Regions from separate parts of the Hordeum vulgare genome. Here region 2 is linked to region 1. The links are chromatin contacts, called in public Hi-C maps. All regions are on one chromosome and are shown on one strand. The core of a region is the stretch at or near the end of the contact, and the rest is flanking DNA. Distances in the headings are between cores, read along the strand shown.

The links. A called contact is a pair of places that touch in the nucleus more often than the background predicts.
Region 2: a Hi-C map of leaf shows a contact between it and region 1, with 4 times the contacts expected there. The contact joins the promoter of LOC123449276 here to the promoter of LOC123449273 in region 1. A contact is called at or near these places in 3 of 6 Hi-C or Micro-C datasets (all in leaf).

Annotation. Positions count from the first base shown.
Region 1 is chr4H:526,681,929-526,689,232 of MorexV3_pseudomolecules_assembly, reverse strand. LOC123449273 (protein VAC14 homolog) reads right to left here and starts at 3,308. Exons shown (of 20, transcript XM_045126423.1): 1 at 2,917-3,308; 2 at 2,694-2,807; 3 at 2,539-2,607. The coding sequence starts at 3,009.
Region 2 is chr4H:527,133,804-527,141,107 of MorexV3_pseudomolecules_assembly, reverse strand. LOC123449276 (probable inactive receptor kinase At1g48480) reads left to right here and starts at 3,853. Exons shown (of 2, transcript XM_045126428.1): 1 at 3,853-5,754; 2 at 6,802-7,304. The coding sequence starts at 4,368. It overlaps LOC123449278, which reads left to right. Exons shown (of 5, transcript XM_045126433.1): 5 at 1,214-1,492. The coding sequence ends at 1,268.

The sequences.
Region 1 (7,304 bases), core at 2,059-4,558:
TATTGCTTCTGCAAATCGCTTGCTGCTCCTCCGCACGCAAAAACCTGCCTGCTCACCAAACCGCTCCTAATGCCCACGATAGAATTTTGTTTTGGGTAGATAATATGCTGCTTAGCTGATGCATAGACACAAAATATTGGGTAGATTTTTTTTTAATCTGTTGTACAGGTCTCCACATCTGGACATACTTAGGCTGCTTTTTGACAGGAATATCATTTAGTCACACAGACTTGCAGGCTATCATAACTTAATATTATTAAGAAGAGTAGCATTGGCAAGGATAACTACAGGAATATCTTTTAGGCACATAGACTATTCCCGGATAGGTTACAAATAATTGATTTGATAAATATGTATCATTTGATCTTCCGTGGTATTATGAATTTATCAAATGTTGTATGACTGAGATGTCCAGTTTATCTCCATGAAGCAATAGATCCTTTGTTGTGAATGTTTTCTTGGCTTCTCTGGCTCAATGTATATTTGACTTCTTGTTCGGCCACTTGAACCGATGTATGCTTCTATTCTTGTATTTACTTCTTGTTTGGCCACTTGAACTAATGTATGTGTGATGTTTTCCTGCCAACTTTAAGAACAATATTCTTTGCAGGCATTTTCAAGTCTGGAGAATGTGTTTTCAGTTTTAGTTTCTAAACGTTCATTTACTTTGCAATGTTGCAGGAAACTATAATTTGATCAACTAATATTACGCGAGACATGCATTGCACATGCATAATAATTGTTGATAAATTTAGATGCTGGCTTTGATAATTATGTATATGAGTAAATGTGACTTATGAAAGCATATGATTTATTGTTTCTAACTTGATTTGTGCACTATTTGTTATCTTTAATGGGTATGTTGCAACAACTCACATGCATGGAGTTTTACTATCAGTGAGACATGCTTTATGTATTCAAGTTTTGAATTCTAATAAAATGTGTGTTGCACGTGCACGCTTACACAATACTAGCGTAGCTGGATTAGCAAGAAGCTTAAACACACTATATGCTTCACACTTCAAGTTAAACCATTGAATTGTCAAATGCATATGCTGAAGTTTGGTAGGTTTACCACCAAGATAAAAACTACCAATATTGTCCCAGTAATTTTACCGATGAATACTATGTATTACAGCACACATAAGATTATAGGAATATATCTGGTATATAAAACTGAGACATCAAGACAGAGAAAGATGTATTAAATGTTAACTATTGCCTATCTTGTTACTTAGAGAACTCATATACTTATATTAGATTAAGTTTCGATCAAATTGGTATGTTAAATATGGCATATGTCTGGTATGCATGCTCAGATCTCGTGCCCGCAGCTGAAACATGAACCCCAGCTGCCCTGCTTTCCAGAACCATAGTATAACATGATAGATGCAGTAAGATCGGTACATAATTCAAAAGACAAGAACACTGTTTTCTGTAGAGAAAATTTCATGGTGCTTAAAGGGATACTAGCAAAGTTACTTAGGAGCTGTACTGTCATGCAATATCACAGGACAGCAACCATATTATGCAAACTAATTCCAAGCTTCACCTTTGAGCTTGTGGACAATTGACAAACATCACAATGCTACCCCATCCCCGACGATGCACACACAGAGCAACAGTAGCGTATTTATCAAGCAGACCAGGCACCAGCACGAACAGAAGGGAGGGGTGGGGTGGGGGTGGCGCAAGTAACAGAATAGAGTTTATGCTGTATACGGCATTGATGGAATGCATAAATTAATAACTAATAAGACAATTTTGTCACGGATCGGCCAGTGGCATGTGACAATTTTGTTACCGTATCCCATCTTTCCTCCAAATCCAACCTATCAACTCCAGGAGACTGCACTAATGTGCCTCCATAAGATTCTCGCATGCTGTGGCTCGCAATATGAACAAAAGAAAGATATAACTAATATATCCAGTACGTCAAATGCTATTACCCCCACAAAAGAATACTAGAGGGAAAAGGGGCAGACCCTCCCAGCAACCATGGTGAATCCACACGCTGAACGATTTTATGACATTAGCACTAATAAGAACTTCATAAAATCCCATCCAGCCAGTCCTAAGTGGCTGGGCCCCAAAAGCTTTCCATATTCTTCTGAGAACACACAACATCTTTCCATATTTCTTATTACTATAAATGGCTGGGCCCCAACACTTGAACTATGATATTAGCATGCAAACGAAAAGAAATAGCCAATGAAAACTACACGAGTCAAAAACCATCATTGCATCTAGTATTTTTACTAAAATTAACGATTAATCACATGAATGCAGCTGCGACTGTGAAGCCAGGTATTGTCTTCAATGACCATTACCGAACCTCAATAAGCCAACTGGCTACTGCAGTACTACCAATAGCAATCCAGTCCCACAATTGCTCTCGCGGTTTATATGACATTTCATAAAATCAAGGCAGAGAAGTCTCAAGACACAGAGGTACAGAATAATTCTACACAAAATTAATTGGATCAAACTAGATGGAATTTCAATAAATATATTTGGTCACAAGGTCAATTGCCAAACCTCAAGGTGCTGAGCAGCCTCACTGGTGAGCCCTACAGTAACTGCCGCGAGACCAATCAATCCGCCCTGCTAACAACAAAACACCATAGAAGTTAATAAATCTGATCGCCCAGCAGCAGCAGCAGAAACAAGAGTCATAGCAAATCCTAGCAAACCTTCCGGTGGTTCGCCTGCGGGGAGTATGTGAAATCGTTGGTGAGCAGACCGATCACAGCCGCAATCTTGTCGTGCTCCCCCGCTGTGGACAGCTGCTTCACGATCCCCTCAATCTACACCACCAACACACCACGGCCACAACAAAAAAAATCAGCCACAAATCCCGGGCGATTGCTCGAACGAGGCCCCGCCCCGTCTCCCAAAGCAATCGAAATCCCTCACCTCGAGCGCAGCGTTCTTCCGCTTCTCGTAGAGCTTGTCGGCGAGGTTGCGCAGCACGGCGCCCGGGATGATGGAGAGCGCGTCGGCGGCCATCGCGGGAGAAACCCTGGCAGCAGATCCCCTCCGCTAGAGCGTCTCGATCGCCGGCGATCGCCGCATCGGCCCGCGGCGCCTCGCAGCCACACAGGCCCCGACGACCGCGGCGTAACCCTAACCCCGGGGAGGCGGAGGGGCGCGGGGACGCGGAGGCCTAGTAGAGCCCTAAAGCCCAGCCCGAGCTCCCGAGCTCGCGCGCGGCAGCAGAAACGCGAGCCTGGGAATGGATTTGGGGGCGGAGACGGTGGTGGTGTGATCTGTGGAGGGGGAGGGGATCGGGGCGCTCTTCTTCTCCTTCCCTTCCCAGGGGTAACGTTTACCGTTGTGGCGGCCATTAACGGCGCCTGTTTCCCGTGGGTGCGGGTCCAGCGTGGAGGCGACCCTGCCAGGTGGGGACGGGTGTCGGGGCGGTGCAGGGGGCTCGGTCCAGGGCGCACGCGAGGCCGTGGACTGGCTGTCTTCGTGCGGCAACTGGATTGCGTGCTGGCGGCTGGGTGGCCTCGGTCCAGGAACGCCGTGTGAGGTGGCGGGTGACGGGGCAGGGAGATGGCGCGGGTGGACTGGGTGTATGTGTGGCGAGGGAGGGCCCCCGGTCGTGTCAGCCTTTCTCTTTCCACGGAAAAGGCATGTTATCGTCCGTCTTTCTGGCCAATAACAGGTCCGTTCGTGATAGCGGTCAGTTTGTGGGGAGATCATGCGGCGTGTGAATTGATTTCTTTCCCGGTTATGAACATCTTCAGTTGCCCGAGGAGATCGCGGCTGGAAAAAAACGTAATCCTTCCGGTTAATAAAGAGGTAGTGCAGCTTTTTAGCCATCAAATCATGCCATTTTGTAACGTTTATCTCTTGCTTTTTGTTTTCACATGCGTTATCTTGCAAATCAGCTTTTAGTTCTCACATGTGTCATCTTATAAATCGACATATTTGTGTCACAGGCTCACAATGCCACCAAAGTGAGGTTGTGATCTGTCGAGCCATTCTGTAAATAACCTCGATTGCATGTATCGTATGAAACTATACCAAAATTATCTTGTCAGTTTAGTAATGTAAATCATGATACTATTTATGGAGTTGTTTTTCCTTCGTGTTACTTAAGATTTTGTTTGTTGACGGTTGTGAGGGGCTCAGGGTTGTCGCGGGTCTAGACGTGTCCTCGCCAATCTCGTGCATGATAGCTATCCCCGATGCCTTTCCTCGTCACACTTCTTTCATTTTCAGCACAATAATAATATTTCGTTGTGCTTTCTTGGCACTCCCGATTGATAAAGAGATAGCTTTTTAGCCATCACGTAACATTGTAACATTTATCTCTTGCTTTTAGCTTTCACATGCTATCTAACAAATCAACATGATGGTGCCAAGATGCCAAGGTTTGTCGCTTTTCATGGTAAACGTTTTGAAGCCAAAAGTACCATGCCAGCATTTGGCACTGTAAATTATGTCACTGCTCAGAACTCGTGGTTTTTCATGTTTCTTATGTTTTAGTTGTTGGCGGCTTGGGAGGGGTTTTTCCTGCGCCACACACGAGATATACCATCACCTGTTGCAGACATAATGGATACACGGTGTCCTTCCTCGTCACCCTTTGCCACCTCAGTATCAAACACTTTGACATCTTTTTTTGGAAATCCATAATACTGCTCATTATTATGATATCTAAGATGTTTACTAAGTATTGCCTTGAATTCAAAAATCAGCTAATGATCCCTGATTTGTTATGTCATGGCCCAACGAGTTTATGATAAGATTGGTTACATTTTTTTCTTTTCCTATACGGTTGCATCGGAATGGGCGAGTTTCCGTTGGTCCATCCATCTTTACATCTGTGGAGTGTGATCCATGATAAAATTTGGGACCGGATGGACATTGTAAGTGATGCATTGCACTCCCATTGTTGTAATGGGACATTTTCATTGGCAAAAACAGGTTGATGCCGCGGAGGCACGACCTAAGATGGCCATTAAGACCATCTACATCTTGGTTTGGTTCATACCTATATAAACTTAATCCTCTCATTGTAATGCATGTAGCATGTATCTTGACACCTGACAACAACTGAAGTAAGGTCGAGTCTCGTGAAGTGACATGACTTGAGTTTTGACTGATGGTTCTCTACAACGAGTTTTTGCCCTTTTTATTTTCCCCGTTGATGCGTATTTCCTCCAATCCTCTAAGGAAGTATTGTGACTTGAATTTTGAATGGCAGTGCTTTGCAGTGAGTTTTCACATTTACACTTTGCTCCGTTGATGCATTTTCCTTCGTTCCTCTCTACAAGCTTACAAATGTCAATGTTATAGGTGTTGTTGTTGCTTCTAGTTTAATATCATATTTGTGGACACATTTCTCTATAGCACGTGGACATAATAGTTAAAGTCATGACTAGAAGGCATGACCCAATTCATGTCCTTGTAGGGATGTGTTGAAAGCAATGTGACATTTGAGTGTGCTTCTTTAGCTTATTCTAGAGTCTCACACGCATTATTGGGCGTGTTTAGTTTTCATCTCAAATATTGCATGCGTTGCATACTTGTGTGAGTTCAGCCTGGTTGAGCAAAAACAGGCAAAAAACAACATTCACATGTTGTTTGGTCACCCACGTTGCATTAGTTCCCATTTTAGGGTCAACTGTTTGGTTGCACGCATATTTGCTTCAGGGGTCAGCAGATACACACCATAGTTGTTTGGATACACGCACGTTGGTGTTCTGCTAACCCCTTTAAAATGTGGTGGCCTTACCATCACATTTATAGCAAAACACATCATGCAGAACATAGGAACATACTACCTAATTAATAGCATAATAGCATATGAATAGGCACTGATGAGCATCCATACTACTAGTGTAGGTTAATGTTTAAGATAGCAGGAGCATCCCACGCCCCTTGCTTCACACCAGGGTGTTACTCCTGGTCGCAATAAAATAAGTTCTCATCACTACTTCATGTCATCAATACAAACTACTAACATGTTCATACTTAAGACTTCTAGAGCACGAGAGGAATGTCGCTGACCTAGTTGTGCCCGTTGCAGCACACCCTGCATACGATCGAGCTGTCATGATTGTATATCTACACCTTGAGGCCAAGCCCGGAGATCCATAGGACCAGGAGGTCGCATGGACGATCATGTGGTGGCGGCAGAAGTACTCCCAGCCTCGGTCAAGGACCATTTGGCCTTGGAAGTTCTTGGCCTGAATCCAGAACTCGCACCACTTGTTGGTCGGCAGCCTGACGACGCGCAAGAGCTTGACCACCAACCACTACTTCATCACCTCCGTGAACTTTGGAGGGATGATGAGCATGGCAAGATCATCCATGGCATTGATCTAAACGTAGAAACGCAACGGCTCTCGTGCCCCCTCATCATGGTCGGTCCTCAGAGATCGTCCCCGTGAACGTGGTTGGCTCATGGCAGCGACCCTGCCAGTCAGGTTCACCCTTCTTAGCCACCGGTTTGTGGGGAACGGGTCCTCGGCACCCTCGGCGCCAACCACAACATGTGCTCCTTCACCGGCTACGTCCCACTCCATCTTCATGATCTTGTCGGGTAAGATGGCTTGTGTTAGTAACAAATCATTGGCAACTGCCTCTAATTATTGCGGTTGCAAACGATCAGTGGGATGATCTTTGGGAACTGGCACTAATCAGTGGCACTTGCACTTGGGAAACTGTCACTGCTGAGTGACAGTTCCCAAACACGCAATGTTATGTTTAAATGATAGCACTGGATCAGTGGCAGTTGCCAAAACATGAGTGATATGATCTAAACATAACACTGCAAGTTGTGCAATTGTCAATCATTAGGTGCACTTCCATATTTGGCAGCATTCAGATTGGTAGTAGTACTTAAACGAGCAAACACATTGGTCCTACTGTTGGAATTATGCCCTAGAGGCAATAATAAATATAGTTATTATTATAATTCCTGTATCAAGATAATAGTTTATTATCCATGCTATAATTGTATTGAATGAAGACTCATTTACATGTGTGGATACATAGACAAAACACCGTCCCTAGCATGCCTCTAGTTGGCTAGCCAGTTGATCGATGATAGTCAGTGTCTTCTGATTATGAACAAGGTGTTGTTGCTTGATAACTGGATCACGTCATTGGGAGAATCACGTGATGGACTAGACCCAAACTAATAGACGTAGCATGTTGATCGTGTCATTTTGTTGCTACTGTTTTCTCTGCGTGTCAAGTATTTATTCCTATGACCATGAGATCATATAACTCACTGACACCGGAGGAATGCTTTGTGTGTATCAAACGTCGCAACGTAACTGGGT
Region 2 (7,304 bases), core at 2,604-5,103, 450 kb before region 1:
AACCCTCCCCGAACGTCTGGGTGGACAGCCTGGCCACTGCCCAGACTGAAAAAAGCCACCCAACCGGACCCCTCATAGCCAACTCGAACGTCCGGGCTGTTTGGTACCCCCAAATCCAGCCCATATTTGGGGGGGAGGGGGCGGTCCTGACAAGGCTCACGTCGGACCAGCCCAAGCTGGCCCAGCCTGACACCACATATACCCCACCCCGGACCAAACCCTAGTCCACTCACTCTCGACCGCCCTGACTGGGAAGGTGGCTGGATCTAGCCGGTGCGGCTCCACTCCCATCGTCCGTCTGCTGTCCTCTCCCGATGACGACCAGGTCCCCCACAAGGTCCTGCGTCAGTCATTAACCTCCGCGGAGATGGCCGCTAAGCCGTCCGTGCGTGTGGCGGCTGAGAAAGAGGTCCCCCCCGACGACCCCTACACGATCTTCGTCATGTACTGTGGCCGCCGCGGAGATGACAAGAGGAAGTGCAAGGCACCGCGGTGAATCCGTGTGTATATATAACTAGTAGAACTGTCCTGTCCGGGGATGAACTAGTGTGCTCTTTTGGTTGTCAGATGATGAACTATGTTGATCGTTTAGTTGTCTGATGCATCCTCTATGTTTTATATATGATGCTTGTTCGTACGTGATCGACATTGTATGGGTTGGGGGAGTGGGAAATGAGGGGGGCGGACATATAAGGGGTGAGCCCATGCTCTCCGCGGACGTATAGGTGGGACAAATTTTGCAACTGTGGTTGTAGGTGCTCTTACATCCAGAAAAATAAGACATAAATCACTTTATGTTGTACTCCCTCCGTACCTAAATATAAGTCTTTTAAGATATTTCACTAGGTGTCTACATACGAAGCAAAATGAATGAATCTATACTCTAAAGTATGTCTATATACATCCGTATGTAGTCCATTAGTGAAAACTCTAGAAAGACTTATATTTAGGAACGGAGGGAGTACTTCCTAACAGAACTGAGGTGTTTTGGATAATTTACGTTAGAGTTTACATGCTGCTACTTTTATTATTCAGTCTGTTGTATAGGTCTGAAAAATAAATCTCATTTTTGTACTGTAACGAATCTAACTTGTATCCATATTGTCATTAGATCAGTTTTTTATCAGCTGACCATTGACTCTATGGCATTTTAGTTTGGTTAGCTTCTCTTGCTCTGTCGTCCCAACTTGTGTTTTTTACTTCTGTTCTTCAGGGTATCCCTTGGAGAAAGCTTGGATGGAGTGAAGGGTTCCTTCAGTTATTCATGAAGTATTTATACTTTCTGGCAATGGAGTGAACAGAGAAATATTCTTCAAGTCTGCTGTAAACACTAAACTGTAATGTTTCCTAACATATGGTGTATCCTTATGTTGCATTACGTAGTAGATATATTTATATAAAAATCTTAGTCACCGATCCAACATATATCTTTCCAGTGTTTTCATTTCATGCTGGGAATTTTAGTATCTAACAGTAGCTCTTATCCGGGAAAGTGGTGTCAGGTTATTCCTGTGTTTTCATTGTCATGTCTCTCTGATTTCCCAATTGACTTGACGGTAGACATCCGAAGATAACGAAACAAGTCAGATATGCAAATATCAGGTACTGTAGAGAAACCATATTTTAGATTCCTTGAGATCACTGTTAGTATTAGGTAGACAAAGGAAAGGGTTCAGACAAGAAAGAAGCACCCAGAACAATAATCTGCTGAAGTTTATGTCAACACTTGGGTTTTACTGCCAATGAATGACTAAAAAGGGGTCATCAAATACATCACTTCTTAGCTGTTTGGTTTCTAGCCACGCTTTGTCACACAGCCACACCTCAAGTTAGGTGAGTGTTTGGTTTTAACCACACCTTAGGCAAGATTCTTTTTATGAAAAATAAGACCCATATATCATACACACAAAAAGTGTGGCATGATTTCTCCACCGACATCCTCTGCATTTTCAGATAATAAGTGCCAAGTCAAGAGAACAGGCTCATGATAATTTTTGCCACTGACGATGAGGCATATTGGACAATCATGCAAGCATGCTTCAGAATCAGTACGAGGCACATCTCTCAATCCAGAGAAGTTTTTTTGTTGTTGAGGAAAATCAACCCAGAGAAGTAGCTGTATCAAAAGCTTCAATATATCTGCTGATTCATTTCGTCGATTTAAGTTTGTGATTGTGACAAAGTGGGAAAACTATTCTGGTGGTCCACTCTTTGGAAATAGCATAGCTGCTGTCATGTATAGGATCAGTCAACTTCTTCACAGAGAGGTGCCTGAGCCTCATTATGTGTCGGCAATATTTTGCCCTCGGTTGACTTCATTTCGCCATAGTTGCTGGCATTGTGTCAATGTGAATTTAATTCGTCCGGAGTGGTGCAATGCTGAATGACTCTGCCATAGTTGATGGTATTGTGTCTGCGATATGAAAATAAACAAGAGCACCATCTTTGAATTTGTGCTGCAATTATGTTGATTTTGGTGGAATTAAAAGGCACGTGCTTGAGTTTGTCAGCTGATTATAAGGGTCTTTCAGCCCAGTTCCAGTCGCCACATCTGGCAGGACAAATCTTCCTTACAAAAAAAAAGAGAGTCCGCGTCTTAAGAACTGCCTCTATCTCATGGCTGCACACAAGTTCCAGCATTTTTCACGACCAGTTCAGCATGGTAAGTAGGTGACCATCTGCATCATCCTCTAGCGTTAGCTGTCCTTTTTGAAATTCGATATTCCTTGATCTCATTTACATAGCTTCCGCAATTTCGAAAGCAGTTGCTTTTGTCAACGGCATTGAAAACTATCACTGTCGCGCCCTTTGGTTGCTGGCTTCCTCTACATCCGTGTTATTATCGTCTCCACCTCCATGTCTTTTACCCCTGCCGTCGCTGTTCCATGGAATGTATTGCAATCGGTAGGGTTCTTCCTCCTGTAGGCGTCATTATCAGTACAGCACCATGTTGAAATTGTTTCAGCTTCAAGGCTTGAACCAACCTGGAAGGAGGGAACAGGAAAGGTGGAGATGGAAGAAACGAAATCGGAAGTCGCTAGTAAAACCTACCTAGCCAGTCGGTCAATGCATCATCAGCAAGCTTGGGTATACGATTGGGCTGGACCGATTTGCATTTGCTTGGGTAGACAAAAGAATCTAGTTGGTGGGCGGGGCGGAGCCCATATCTCGCAAATTTCCAACCGATGGAACAACAAGAGAGTTCGTTGTACCCGATACGATACCTGCTGCCCGGAAAGACCTACCGTACGCACCGTCGATCATTGCACCCCCCCAAAAAAAAGAGGTGCCACACTTCCTTGGGCCATGCCATCATCATCATTTGCCAGAGCTCGTCGCTCTTGTTCTCCCGGGACATCAACAAGTTGGCCACTGGCCACCATTCTTTTCTCTCGAGCAGTCTCGTCTCGCCTGGAGCGTGATGATGCAGCTCAGCCGGCGAGTCCTTGACCGAAACCAAAAGCCTGGCCTGCGATCCTGAACCTGCCAAGCCAAGAGTTAATTTTCCCTTTGACAGTTACCGCTGCGTTTTTGGGCACTGGGTACGTACGTACTGTACGTGTTACCGAAAATTCAAGTAATGTGCGTACGCTAAACACGAGACCGTGCCCGTGTAGCTTGGCCGGGGAACTGGCCGATAAATGCCCGTGAACTGGATAACATGCGATGCTCGGGTACTCCCACTGGCCAGCAGCAGTAAACAGCAGTACCCACAAACCTTTTGCTCGTGGTTGGATTGGAAGCTTGGAATTCACTCAACTCCAAAAGATTCTGCAGCGCGGTGGTTAGGAATTTTCTCCCGATGGAATTCCCGGTGAAAGCGAGCACGGTTCATCTGTCTAGCTCACGATTTCTTAAACAATCCATTCATCACGGAAATATGTTATATACTATATATACTACAGGGCCAGCAGTAGGAGTAGTATTATTTTTCTCGTGTCTTTTGTCAGGCTGGTCCCTGGTCCAGCCTTTCATCGGGCCTCAAAAGACTCCACCTGCTGCTAATCTGCCTTTTCCTTAACCCCCTCTCTCTGAGCTTTGGATTAGAAAAAGAGGAAAGTGGGAATTCTCCAACTAGGCTCCAGTAAGCTCCACCCGGTTAATCAACCCATGATTAAAGCAATCAAGCGAGCCCATTGTTGTGCCAATCAGGCCCTCCGTCCGTTCCAGCTCCTTGGCTGGGCTAACCAAACCTTCCATTATAATTCAAGATTCCCCCCTGCCCACTCTATTTCTACTACTGCCAGTACTACCACCACACAGAGAGTGTCTGTTTTTCTTCTCCTCCATGGCCATGGCAGCGCTCTCCTCGAGCTAAGTAAAGAGACTCTCGCCGCCCGCCTTCCTCCTACTCCACGCCGCCGGCGATGGCGGCAATGCCGAGGCCGGCGAGGCTGGCCCTTGCGGTGCTGGCGCTCGCGTCGGTGCTCCCGGCGTACCTCTCCGACGACCTCAACACGGACGCGCAGGCGCTGGAGGCGCTGCGCAAGGCGGTGGGCCGGTCCGCGCTGCCGTCGTGGAACAGCAGCACGCAGACGTGCCAGTGGCAGGGCGTGGCCTGCGAGAACGGCCGCGTCGTCGAGCTCCGCCTCCCCGGCGCCGGGCTCATCGGCGCGCTCCCCTCGGGCGTGCTCGGCAACCTCACCGCGCTCCGCACGCTCTCCCTCCGCTGGAACGCGCTCACGGGCCCCATCCCCGACGACGTCTCCCGCATGACCGAGCTCCGGGCCATCTACTTCCAGCACAACGCCTTCTCCGGCGAGGTCCCGGCGTCGCTCTACACGCTCAGGAACCTCGTGAGGGTCAACATCGGCCACAACAAGTTCTCCGGCGAGATCTCGCCCGACTTCAACAAGCTCAACCGCCTCGGCTCCCTCATCCTCGACGCCAACGACTTCTCCGGCGAGATCCCCAAGCTGGACCTGCCCACATTGGAGCAGTTCAACGTCTCCTACAACAAGCTCAACGGCTCCATCCCCCACAAGCTCCGGAAGATGCCCAAGGACTCCTTCCTCGGCACCGGGCTCTGCGGCGGCCCGCTCGGCCTCTGCCCCGGCGAGACCGCGGAGACGCCGGCAGGATCGCCGGGGGCCCAGCCAGGCGGCGGCGGCGCGGCCGCTGACGTCGGCCGCGGCAAGAAGAAGCTCTCCGGCGGCGCCATCGCCGGCATTGCCATCGCGTGCGTGTTCGGCTTGCTGCTGCTGCTCGCCCTGCTCTTCTTCCTCTGCCGGAAGAAGTCCGGCAGCGCGCAGAGGTCCACCGCGGCGGTGGAGAAGGGCCGTGACCTGGGCATGGGCCCGCTGGACGCGGCGGAGCCCAAGGGGCAGAACGGCAACGGCGTCCACGGCGGCGCCGCCGCCGCCGCCGCCGCCGGAGCGGTGCCGGCAGCCGTCGCAGCGGCCGCCAAGTCCGGAGGCTCGACGGCCGGGTCGAAGAAGCTGATCTACTTCGGTCCGATGGCTGCGGCCCCGCCGTTCGACCTGGAGGACCTGCTGCGCGCGTCGGCGGAGGTGCTGGGCAAGGGCGCGTTCGGGACGGCGTACAAGGCGGTGATGGAGAGCGGCGCGGCGGTGGCCGTGAAGCGGCTCAAGGACGTGGACCTCCCCGAGCCGGAGTTCCGCGAGCGCATCGCAGCCATCGGCGCCGTGCAGCACGAGCTGGTGGTGCCCCTCCGCGCCTACTACTTCAGCAAGGACGAGAAGCTGCTCGTCTACGACTACATGTCCATGGGCAGCCTCTCCGCCCTCCTCCACGGTAAGAAACAAAGAAAAAAAAACAACTCGCTCCTTTTTTTTACTACCTTTATTTACAGTGGCTTCGCGCCGGGCCGGTTCGTTATCCGGGCGGCCGTCGTGTCGGTGGATCGACCCGAACAGGCTGGCGATATTCCTTCGCCGGCGCGAAAAAAGTCCAACCAAGGGCGCGGGGAGAGCGGTGCCGGGTCGCTTTCGCCCGATCCATTCCGTTTCCCCTTTTAACCACTCCCTCGGACACGATCAATTCGCTGGCTCACATCACGGCCTGACCTACCCCCGCCGCGTCCCCGGCCCGGTTTCTTTATGGCCTTGCCCGGCCCAGCTCCAGCTCCGGCATGCCACGGTGTAGCACTAGTAGTACTACGTGCAGACGCTCGAACTGCTGCAATTTGTACGCTAGTATGTACGACTACAGTAGTAGGGTTGTCGGGTTCAGCGTTGCCAGCCGAGTTGCGTGGGATCTAACCCACTAGTTTAGTTTAAGGCGGCAAACAACGTGACAGCCATGACTGCCCTTGGCACGACCCCAACTTGCCTTGCCAAGCTCGTGGTCCATGGAGGCTCGTTTTGAAATCCTCCCCCTCGAGAGAAGCTACTAGTCGTAGTAGTAGTGCGTACTACGATGCAACTGTGCGAGCACGTACGCGGAGTTATTAGTTGCGGACTGATTCCTGGTGGTGGTAAAATTTGCCTTGGCAAGTTGCGCATGTGATGTGAGCGGGCAAGGGCTGGGCCGGGGCAGGGTGGTTGATGAAGTTGATATGCGTCCATGTGACATTTAGTTAGGCGCCACTGCTCCAATCCTCGGGATTCCTCCCCCTCCTCGCGCCAATAATGGCTGGCGTTGTGCGTTCACACATGATTTAAGTGGATCATTCATGAGCCCGGACGGGAGTGGAGTAGATAACAACACATGGCTGGCATGCCATGCTCATGCACATGAAACGTAAAACCAACGGAAGCCAAAAAGAAGGAAAGAAACAACCACATGCGCACGGTAACTGTGATTAACTTTGATGTTCATGCCGTCGTCGTGTGCTTGCAGGGAACCGGTCGTCGGGGCTGACGCCGCTGGACTGGGAGGCGAGGTCGGCGATCGCGCTGGCGACGGCGCGCGGGGTGGCGCACATCCACTCCACGGGCCCGACGGCGTCGCACGGCAACATCAAGTCCTCCAACGTGCTGCTCACCAAGAGCTACGAGGCCCGGGTGTCGGACCACGGCCTGCCCACGCTCGTCGGTCCCTCCTTCTCCCCCACACGGGTGTCCGGCTACCGCGCGCCGGAGGTGACCGACATCCGGCGCGTGTCGCAGAAGGCCGACGTCTACAGCTTCGGCGTGCTGCTGCTGGAGCTGCTCACCGGCAAGGCCCCCACCCACGCCGTCGTCAACGAGGAGGGCCTCGACCTGCCGCGCTGGGTGCAGTCCGTCGTCCGGGAGGAGTGGACCGCCGAGGTGTTCGACCAGGAGCTCCTCAGGTACCACAACGTGGAGGAGGAGATGGTGCAGCTGCTCCAGCTCGCCATCGACTGCTCCGCCCAGCACCCC